Linked DNA regions of Anser cygnoides: all the other regions are linked to region 1. The links are chromatin contacts, called in public Hi-C maps. All regions are on one chromosome and are shown on one strand. The core of a region is the stretch at or near the end of the contact, and the rest is flanking DNA. Distances in the headings are between cores, read along the strand shown.

Region 1 (2,700 bases), core at 3-2,502:
GTTTAACAGGAAATAGGAAGACTAGCAAAATCCTCGCTGCAAACAATTAAAGCAGCAAAAGAGGACTCTTGCTTTTAACTCATTTTGTTCGTGGAGCTGGCTGGTAACAGCCTGCTTCTACCGCAGAAAAGTCTTCCATGACAGATGAAACCCTAGATATGAGCCCCCTGAGAAATGGTGCCATTTAAATCCTCACAATAAACAGGACCATGCAACAGCTTCCAAAATAACAGACCTCAGCTGCTTCAAGGATCCAAAATACTTCACCTTGAAACCTCTGCCAACCAGCCTAAGCAGAGCTACCAGCTCCCAGCAGCGATGTAAAGCAGTGAAAGGGGCCAGGAGCTCAACAGGCTGCATATTAACATTATTATCATGCAGGTTCCTAACTGTGTAGTACCCAGCGGGCCTGTGGCCCAGCTGAAGTGAAATTCCATGGTCAAAGTAAGAACTCAACGAGCACTCACCAACACTTTCCCTTAAGAAACATGATGACCACCATGGCACAGTAGCACAACGTTGGTAATATTCTAAACCATTAACTGCTTTCAATTGATTTATAGAGAACCTCTGAACATTTAATACTCTTTTTGTATCAGTTAAGATAAAATCTTGCAGAATAAGCTGCAGGCTCGTACAGAAACCCTTAAACTTTTTCCTCCCCTTAACATTGCTACAGCATATTCCATAACCCTTCCCGCACCAAGGTAACGAAACACAGGATTTGGCATCCCTTTGGGGCAGAAGGTGACTTCCACTAGCTGGAATTTCGGCCCTGACCCCGTAACACCAGCACTTCCCGCAGGTTTCTGCGGCAGGCAGGGCACACGACCACTGCCCATAAGGCAGCGCCCGCAGCATCCATCCCTCGGGCCGAGCCCCGCTCCGCTTCCAAGGACACCCGACCACGACCCCCGGCACCTCACCGGGGGTCCTGCCGCGACCCTTCCCCAGAAAGTAAAAATAAAACGGGACCGGGAGGAGGCCGGCGGCCGCCCTCGCCCTGCCGAGGGGCTCAACCCGAGGAGCGGCACCGAGGGGAGCAGCCCGGCCGCCGCCCCACACCCGCCCGGGGCTGCCCCCGACCCCGCAGCGGTACCTCCTCGGAGCCGGGCTCCTGCGCAGCGGAGGTGGAGGGCACCTCGCCGTCCGAGCGGGTGGCCGCAGGCACTCCGGGGCTACCGGGGCCGGGATCCATTTTGTGCGCGGCCCCTCCGCCCCCAAAACGCGGCGGCTCCGCCCCGCGCAGGCCTCGCGAGGCTTCCGTGAGAGGGGCAGGGGCCTGCGGGGGGTCCCCGGGCTTGGATGGGGGTCCGCGGGCCGGGAGCGGCGGTGTCCCCCGTGCAGGTCTCAGTGCTTCTGTCTGAGGCTCTTCCTCGGTGCTGGAGCCCTGTGGAGGCGGCAGGTGTGTGATAAGGGGTGGCCCAGGCCGTGCCCCAGGAGGAGAGCCGCCTCTTCATGCCTTCAGGGCTAATGTGTGTCCTAAAGCGCGGGCCCTATAGCAGGTGTAGCTTGTAGGGAGAATAAAGATTTATGTTTCCTGAAGGCCTGCCTCGTTCAGCAGTGTGTGTGTCTGATGGTGGAAATGGCACTAATGGAGCAGCTCCGGATGGCTCCTCACGCAGTGTGTCCGGATTGCCAGCTGCTGAGCTGCAGTTTTGTTCGTGCTGCTGAAGGAAACCCAAAACAGCCCTTGGGACGCCACACAGAAAAAAATGAAAGCTTCAAATTGGGTGTTTTACCCAATGACTACTCACAAAGGCAATACTGCAAGCTTTTTGTCCACAGAAAGATCAAACCCCAGCCCTGTAGGCAGAGTGAGGCATAATTGTTTTCTCCTAATAACAAGCCCAGCAGCTCATCAAGATCTTCCTGCATAAATCAACAACTGAGCTGAACAAACGGGCTGTGTGGCTCATGCACTGCGTTTAGACAGACCTCAGAGACGTCTCTTCTATATATACCTTGATTCCAATCAAAGGTGCAATTTGTGAAGCATTGCTCTGCAGTTCTGAACTGATCCTATGACCGCCTGATTATTCTGAAATGGAGCGTCTCATCTAAGTGATGGTTCCACATACAAAATTTAAGCCCCAAACTCTCATTTTCCCTGTTGTGAGACATCTGCAAAACAGTGCTCTTCCAAATTACTTAGCACCCTATTGCCATCTGCCCCTGTTGCATAGTTTGCAACAGGACAAGGCCCACAGCACCTGCAGTAGCCCTTCCATCTGATTCATTTACAAAGGCTTTGGGAAGTACATTTTTCTTAGCACAATTGAGACGAGTGACATGACTGGTTTTTAGAGAGTAATCCAAATAGCTTTTCCAAGCAGGGCTCTCTAGAAAATGAAGCTTAACATCAGCGATGCAAAAGGTCTTTAAGGTGGGAAAATTCCAGTCTCTGATGCATTAGTTCTTAGACTTTACGGAAAATAGCCTACTAACTGTTTTTTAATATCTGGCTTTCCTACTGCAGTTTCAAATGCTTGTAGCTTCTGTTTATACAAAACACTCTCAAGTGTTTCTCACAGCTTGCTTTTTACTTGCAATTCACAGGAATATTATGTGCTGTACAAAACAGTCACGGTGCTGCTTTCATGAAAGATCCCCTTTGGATATTTTTTTGCTTGTGTGCTTGACATTTGCATTTGGCACTTTGCGTAGATGTGCCTGGTTACTTCTCATAGGTTATGTTGT
Region 2 (2,700 bases), core at 119-2,618, 130 kb after region 1:
GCACTGCCCGTGCCCTCGCAGCGTGGCATCCTCCTGCACGGCCACAGCCGAGGGCTGGTCCTGGCCTTTCTGCAGCCGACACCTACCGCAGGGCTTACAAAAACCCGACTGTGTGCTCCTCTGCCCTAGTGAGCCTACACGCAACCGCGGTCCGTGGTGACAACAACAGTCCTGCTCCTCACACTGACGGCTGCCAACAGATAAATAAGCCAATAAACGCAAGCGATAAGGAGCCATGAAATGAAATAAAAAGCGAGGGGTGAGGTTCGCCTCTCCTTTGTCTCACCCGCCGGCAGCAGCGGCCCCGGCCCGCCCCACTCCTCACCGGAACCGCTCCTGGCCGGCCGTGTCCCAGATCTGCAGCTTGATCCTCTTGCCCGGCTCGATCTCCACCAGCCTGGAGAAGAAATCCACGCCCACCGTGGGGTCGGAGATCTGGGCGAAGCGCCCCTCGGTGAAGCGGCGGATGAGGCAGGACTTGCCCACGGTGGAGTCGCCGATGACGATCAGGCGGAACTGGTAGAGCCAGATGGCCTCCATGCTGCCGCCGCCCGCCTCAGCGCCCGCACCGCCACCGCCGCCGCCGCGCCGCCTCCTCCGTGCCGCCCATACCCGACCCAGGGGCGGCCGCCGCCGCCGCGCCGCTCAGGCGGGCCCCGTGGCGCGGCCCGGCCCGCCGCCGCTGCCGCCGCCGGGCTGCGGTGGAGGCGCGGCCGAGGCGCGCTGTAATGGCGGCCGCGCTGCACCGCACTGCCGGGAGGAGCCGCCAGCCCCGGACCGCCGCCGCCGCCGCCGCGGGAGCCGGGCGGGGGCGGAGCGGGGCGGGACCGTGACGGGAGGCCGGGGGGGGCAGCGCTGAGGGGACCCGGGGCTGAGGGGAGCCCGCGCAGGGGGAACGCTGCGCTGAGGGGAGCCCCGGTGGCTGAGGGGAGCCCCGGTGGCTGAGGGGAGCAGGGGTCCAGGCGGACCCCGAATTAAGGGGAAGCGCAGGGCCGAGGCTGCTTCTTCCGAGCTCTTCCCAAAGCGTGAGGGGAGCGGAGCGGGGTGCGCGACGCCTCTACGCGTTTCAAACCTTCCTCTCAGTTTCAGAAATGTAGGGTCCTCACCGCTTGTGAGGAAGCGAGTTGTGTGACTAACGAACTGACGAAACGCAGCACGCACGCATATATCTGCATGCGTATGTGTTTATATGTGAGGCACGTAGAGTCTCAAAACGGAAAATACCTGGAAATTAAACGCCCCAACACCACAAATCTTAAATCCATTTTCCCTCGCTCTGTTCAGCCGTGCTCAGGCCTGCGCAGAGGCGAGGCACACTGCTCAGGAACCCGACAGCAGCACCCTTAGCGCTGTCTGCCATCACGCAGCATTTCCACACATCCCCACACACCCCTCAGCTTTAACGCCCCAAATGTACCTCAGACTTGAAGATCTCAGCCAGAGGCAGCACACGGCACGTCCCGAGCAGGAGTGGTGCCATGCTCGTGGGGTACAGCTCGGTTCAAGCTTCTTCGGCACTTCCAAAGCAGAGCTGTGGTCTCTGGAAGGGAAAATGATCACACATAATTATTAAAAATCTTGACTATATTGTGTGTATTAAGTTAAACAAGCATCAAACTTTTTTTATTATTTAGGAAACATGTTTTTTAATAAATTGATTTCATTAAAGAGCCCTGCCTGCATGACCACTATTGAAATAAATGCATTTGCAGTGACTGTTATACTTCTTTAATCCTCAAAAAAGGGCATTTATATAGGTATGAGCTAGTTAGCCAGCTTGCAAATTGGACGAGGACATCAGAGAGACCACTTCAGGGCTTGGGGAAAAATGGCAAGGAACGTTTTCCTTGAAATATGGTACATTTATTAAAAAACAACCAACCCAAAAGATCCTATTTTACAGTACCTCAGGACAGGAAAGAAAACTGATGAAGCAATCTGCACAGCAACAGAAAAAATATTAAACCTATAAATCCAAGTTACCAGTACATTAACCAATGACTCATTGCCAGCACGGCTTTGTGGGGATCTGTTACATTTAGCTGTATGATTTCTGAGCGTTTGATGCCCATTACTTCAAGCCCACAACAAATTGTGGTTTCTCTGAACCCTTTTCCTTTCGCTCATCCTCCCCACACACTCACCATCTCCCCGGTCCGTTTCTCCAACAGGTTTCAGTGTGGTTTCTCTTCAGATCCAGCGGCTGTTTTTTGGCAGTTTCTGGTGGCTGTGTGGCAGAAGGGGAACCCAGGAGGGGACACCCATCCAGACAGGGTGTCATGGGGGACTTGGCTCACCTGTGGGCGGCTGCTGCAGCGTGAGCCCTGATGGGGAGCAGCTGAAGCACCCTGAGTTTTCCCAGGCTGTGAGGAACCAGGGAGGGCACAGATGGGTGGGATGGTGCCCAGCAGATCTAGATCCCAGTAGGATCTAGAGGAAAACTCTAGACATTCCTGGAGCATCAGGGACCCGTTTTCCCAGCAAATAAACCCACAGGATCCCGTGACACAGACGGTATTTTCATCTCCTCTACCACACGCATACAGACGAACACGCGCTGCGTGACCAGGCAGCCATGAGATTTATTAGCAGCAACAGGGCAGGTAGGAGCAAATGGGATCCTGGGAGAGCCCTTGTTCTGGTACCATTTTAGAAAATGGAAAATCTTGTGTCTGGAAGGGAGAGTAACCTAGATTTGAT
Region 3 (2,700 bases), core at 168-2,667, 210 kb after region 1:
GCCGTTCTGATTGACAGCATTTACGTGAGCACCCTTGTCAAGGAGGGCTTTCACAATTTCATCACGGCCTGCCGAAGCGGCAATATGCAAGGGAGTCCAACCAGCCTGCAGAGATAAGAAGAAAAAAAAAATATTAAAACCAAGAATTTCAGGGGGGAAAAAAAAAACACAATGAAAACATAACCCCAATGCAAAGCAGATTACTTGCTAATCAAATTGCGCATGGTGTTATAACTGCAGAGCTAAATGTGATTGGTATCACCTCAGGTCTGCTTGTATGTCAGCACTACCTGACAGCAGCGAGCAAGTAAATGGCAGAAATCGCTTCTGTTCCCGTTAGGTACAGCACCTTGGGGGGCACCTCACCCCTCCAGACCCAACGGTGTTGCTTTCCAAAGGAGATATTTTGAGAACAAACAAAAGTGGCAGAAAAGGGCATCTAAAAGTTTCTGCAATGCCTTCTATATCCCACCCTCCCATTAAACTAGCAGGACAACGCTTCCTTCTTCAAGGGTGACCTTTAGGATGCTTCACAACATAAATATTTTCTCCCGGACAGTAACAGACCACATCCTCTGGAACCGAGCAATCACTGAGCTTGGGATCTACTCTATAACGCCACCCACAGCAGTGAGAAGCCTTCAAAGTAAGTCCCTCACCATGAGGCACAACATAATGCCCTCCTCAGCACCCCCCCCATTCCTCTCAGATCCTCCATTCCCCTCAGGGCCCCCATTTTTCCCCTCAGCCTTACCCTTCCCCTCAGCTCTCCCTTTCACCCCAGCACCCCCCTTCCCCTCAGCACCCGTTTTTTTCAGACCCCTCCTCTCAGACCCCTCCTTTTCCCCTCAGACCCCTCCTTTTCCCCTCAGACCCCCCCCTTTCACCTCAGACCCCCCCCCTTTCACCTCAGACCTCCCCCCCCTTTCCCCCTCAGACCCCCATTTCTCTCCCCCCCCAGACCCCCGCTCCCTCCCAGCCCCACTCACGTCGTCCTTCTCGCTGACAGGCACCCCGAGCCCCAGCAGCAGGTCAGCGACAGCGGCGTGCCCGGCCGAGCAGGCCCAGTGCAGCGCGGTGCGGCCGGCCTGTGGGGAGGGAGCGGGCGGCGGTCAGCCCGGGGCGCCGAGCGGGGCCGGCTGCCGGGAGCCGCCGCCTCACGGGGCGGGGGGAGAGCCCGCAACCCGCGCTGACCTGGTCGGCCGCCGTGGCCAGGCCCCTGTCGCGCTGCAGCTGGGCGCGCAGCTCGTCCAGGCGCCCGCCGTACGCCATGTTGCACACCGCCACCTCCGACACCGACACCGCGCCCGCCATGGCGCCCGCCGACATCGTCCTCCCACCCTCTCGGCTCGCCCGCGGGGCGTGCTGGGGGTTGTAGGCGGGGAGGGGGGAGGGAGGCGAGGAGCGGCGCCGCGCTCCTCGGGGGGAGGACTACAGCTCCCAGCGTGCACCGCGCGGCTGCTGCCGTGTGCCTCCGTGTCGGGGCGAGGAGGAGGAGGAGGAGGAGGAGGAGGAGGAAGATGGTGGCAGCGGGAGGATGGAGTCAGGTGAGGGGCGGCGAGGGGGGTGCCCGGGGCGCTGCTGAGGTGAATGCGGCGGACTGGGGGGAATTGGGGGAGCTGGGGAGAACTTGGGGGACTGGAGGGAACTGAGGGGGCTGTGGGAACTGGGGAGAACTGGGAAGACTGGAAGGGACTGGGGGGGGGGCAAGGGAGCTATGGGGGAACTGGGGGGGGGGGGGCTGGGGGTAACTGGGGAGACTGGGGGGATTAGGGGAACTGGGGGGGACTGGGGGAAACTGGGAAGGACTGGGGAGACTGGGAGGGACTGGGGGAACTGGGAGGAACTGGGGAGAACTGGGAGAGACTGGGGGTCACTGGTGCTGGTTTGTACGCAAGCGGGGTCCCCCCGTGCTTGCCTGGCAGTCTGCTGCCTATACCACGTATACGTTCTGGACTTGCAGAGCAAATGATGATCGTCATTGCTTTTGCTTTCCACTTACAATTTTTTAGCAGCATTTTAAGGTTGTTATCTAAAAGATAACCATCAAAGGCCCCTTTCGCTCTTCCACCAAATGCTGCTTTAATTATCTAAAAAAAACCAGCCTTCCTTCAGTACTGTCAGTTATCCCCTGTTATTCTACAGCCAGCAACAGATCTAAGGTTGAATACTTTTTTTTTTTTCCTGAAGTGTTTCCAGTCTCTGGCTAGGAAAGCAAAACCCAGCCCCGCTAACACTTTTCACGTGCTTCCCATTAAGCATGGGGCCGTAATCGCTCCGAGCAGCACTGTGTGTGCATCTGATCACGGACACACGAGCCTTGATGCCTGCAGTCCTCCCTTTCCTCATTTCCCTGGGTTATATCTTCCCCTCTCTGCAGTAATCCTGAACTTCTGCTGCCGGCTTCAGTCAGGCTGCTTGTGATCACAGTGTCAGCCATGTTATTCTCTCAGAAGTTGCTGAGGAGCAACATATAAACCAGCCAAGTCATTGGATAGCTCAGCTGTTAAGGGAAAGTGTAAACACAGCTGGCAGCGGGGTTCAGAAGATCCAAAGGCTGCGAAGCTGCAATAGCTCAGTCTAAGAACTCAAAGGTGTGCGTGAAAGGAGGAGGGGACGGAATGGGGTTTGAATGTTCCCGTATTCCTGTTCAGTTTTATCTAGGTATGAAAATCAGATCACTATTTTGTCAGACTACTT

Evidence for each region. Hi-C and Micro-C count contacts between places; a contact is called where the count stands out from the background.
Region 2: a contact with region 1 is called in a Hi-C map of liver, with 2.5 times the contacts expected there. The contact joins the promoter of RAB39B here to the promoter of SMARCA1 in region 1. A contact is called at or near these places in 4 of 7 Hi-C or Micro-C datasets (fetal liver, granulosa cells and liver).
Region 3: a contact with region 1 is called in a Hi-C map of liver, with 2.4 times the contacts expected there. The contact joins the promoter of ATG4A here to the promoter of SMARCA1 in region 1. A contact is called at or near these places in 4 of 7 Hi-C or Micro-C datasets (granulosa cells and liver).

The regions. Positions count from the first base shown.
Region 1 is chr13:2,866,854-2,869,553 of Taihu_goose_T2T_genome, forward strand. It overlaps SMARCA1 (SWI/SNF related, matrix associated, actin dependent regulator of chromatin, subfamily a, member 1), which reads right to left and starts at 1,253. Exons shown (of 24, transcript XM_048070691.2): 1 at 1,100-1,253. The coding sequence starts at 1,198.
Region 2 is chr13:2,995,306-2,998,005 of Taihu_goose_T2T_genome, forward strand. RAB39B (RAB39B, member RAS oncogene family) reads right to left here and starts at 1,369. Exons shown (of 3, transcript XM_067004896.1): 1 at 326-1,369. The coding sequence starts at 540.
Region 3 is chr13:3,077,000-3,079,699 of Taihu_goose_T2T_genome, forward strand. ATG4A (autophagy related 4A cysteine peptidase) reads left to right here and starts at 1,418. Exons shown (of 13, transcript XM_048070787.2): 1 at 1,418-1,547; 2 at 2,655-2,700. The coding sequence starts at 1,538. It overlaps PSMD10 (proteasome 26S subunit, non-ATPase 10), which reads right to left and starts at 1,353. Exons shown (of 5, transcript XM_048070789.2): 1 at 1,195-1,353; 2 at 990-1,088; 3 at 1-105. The coding sequence starts at 1,329.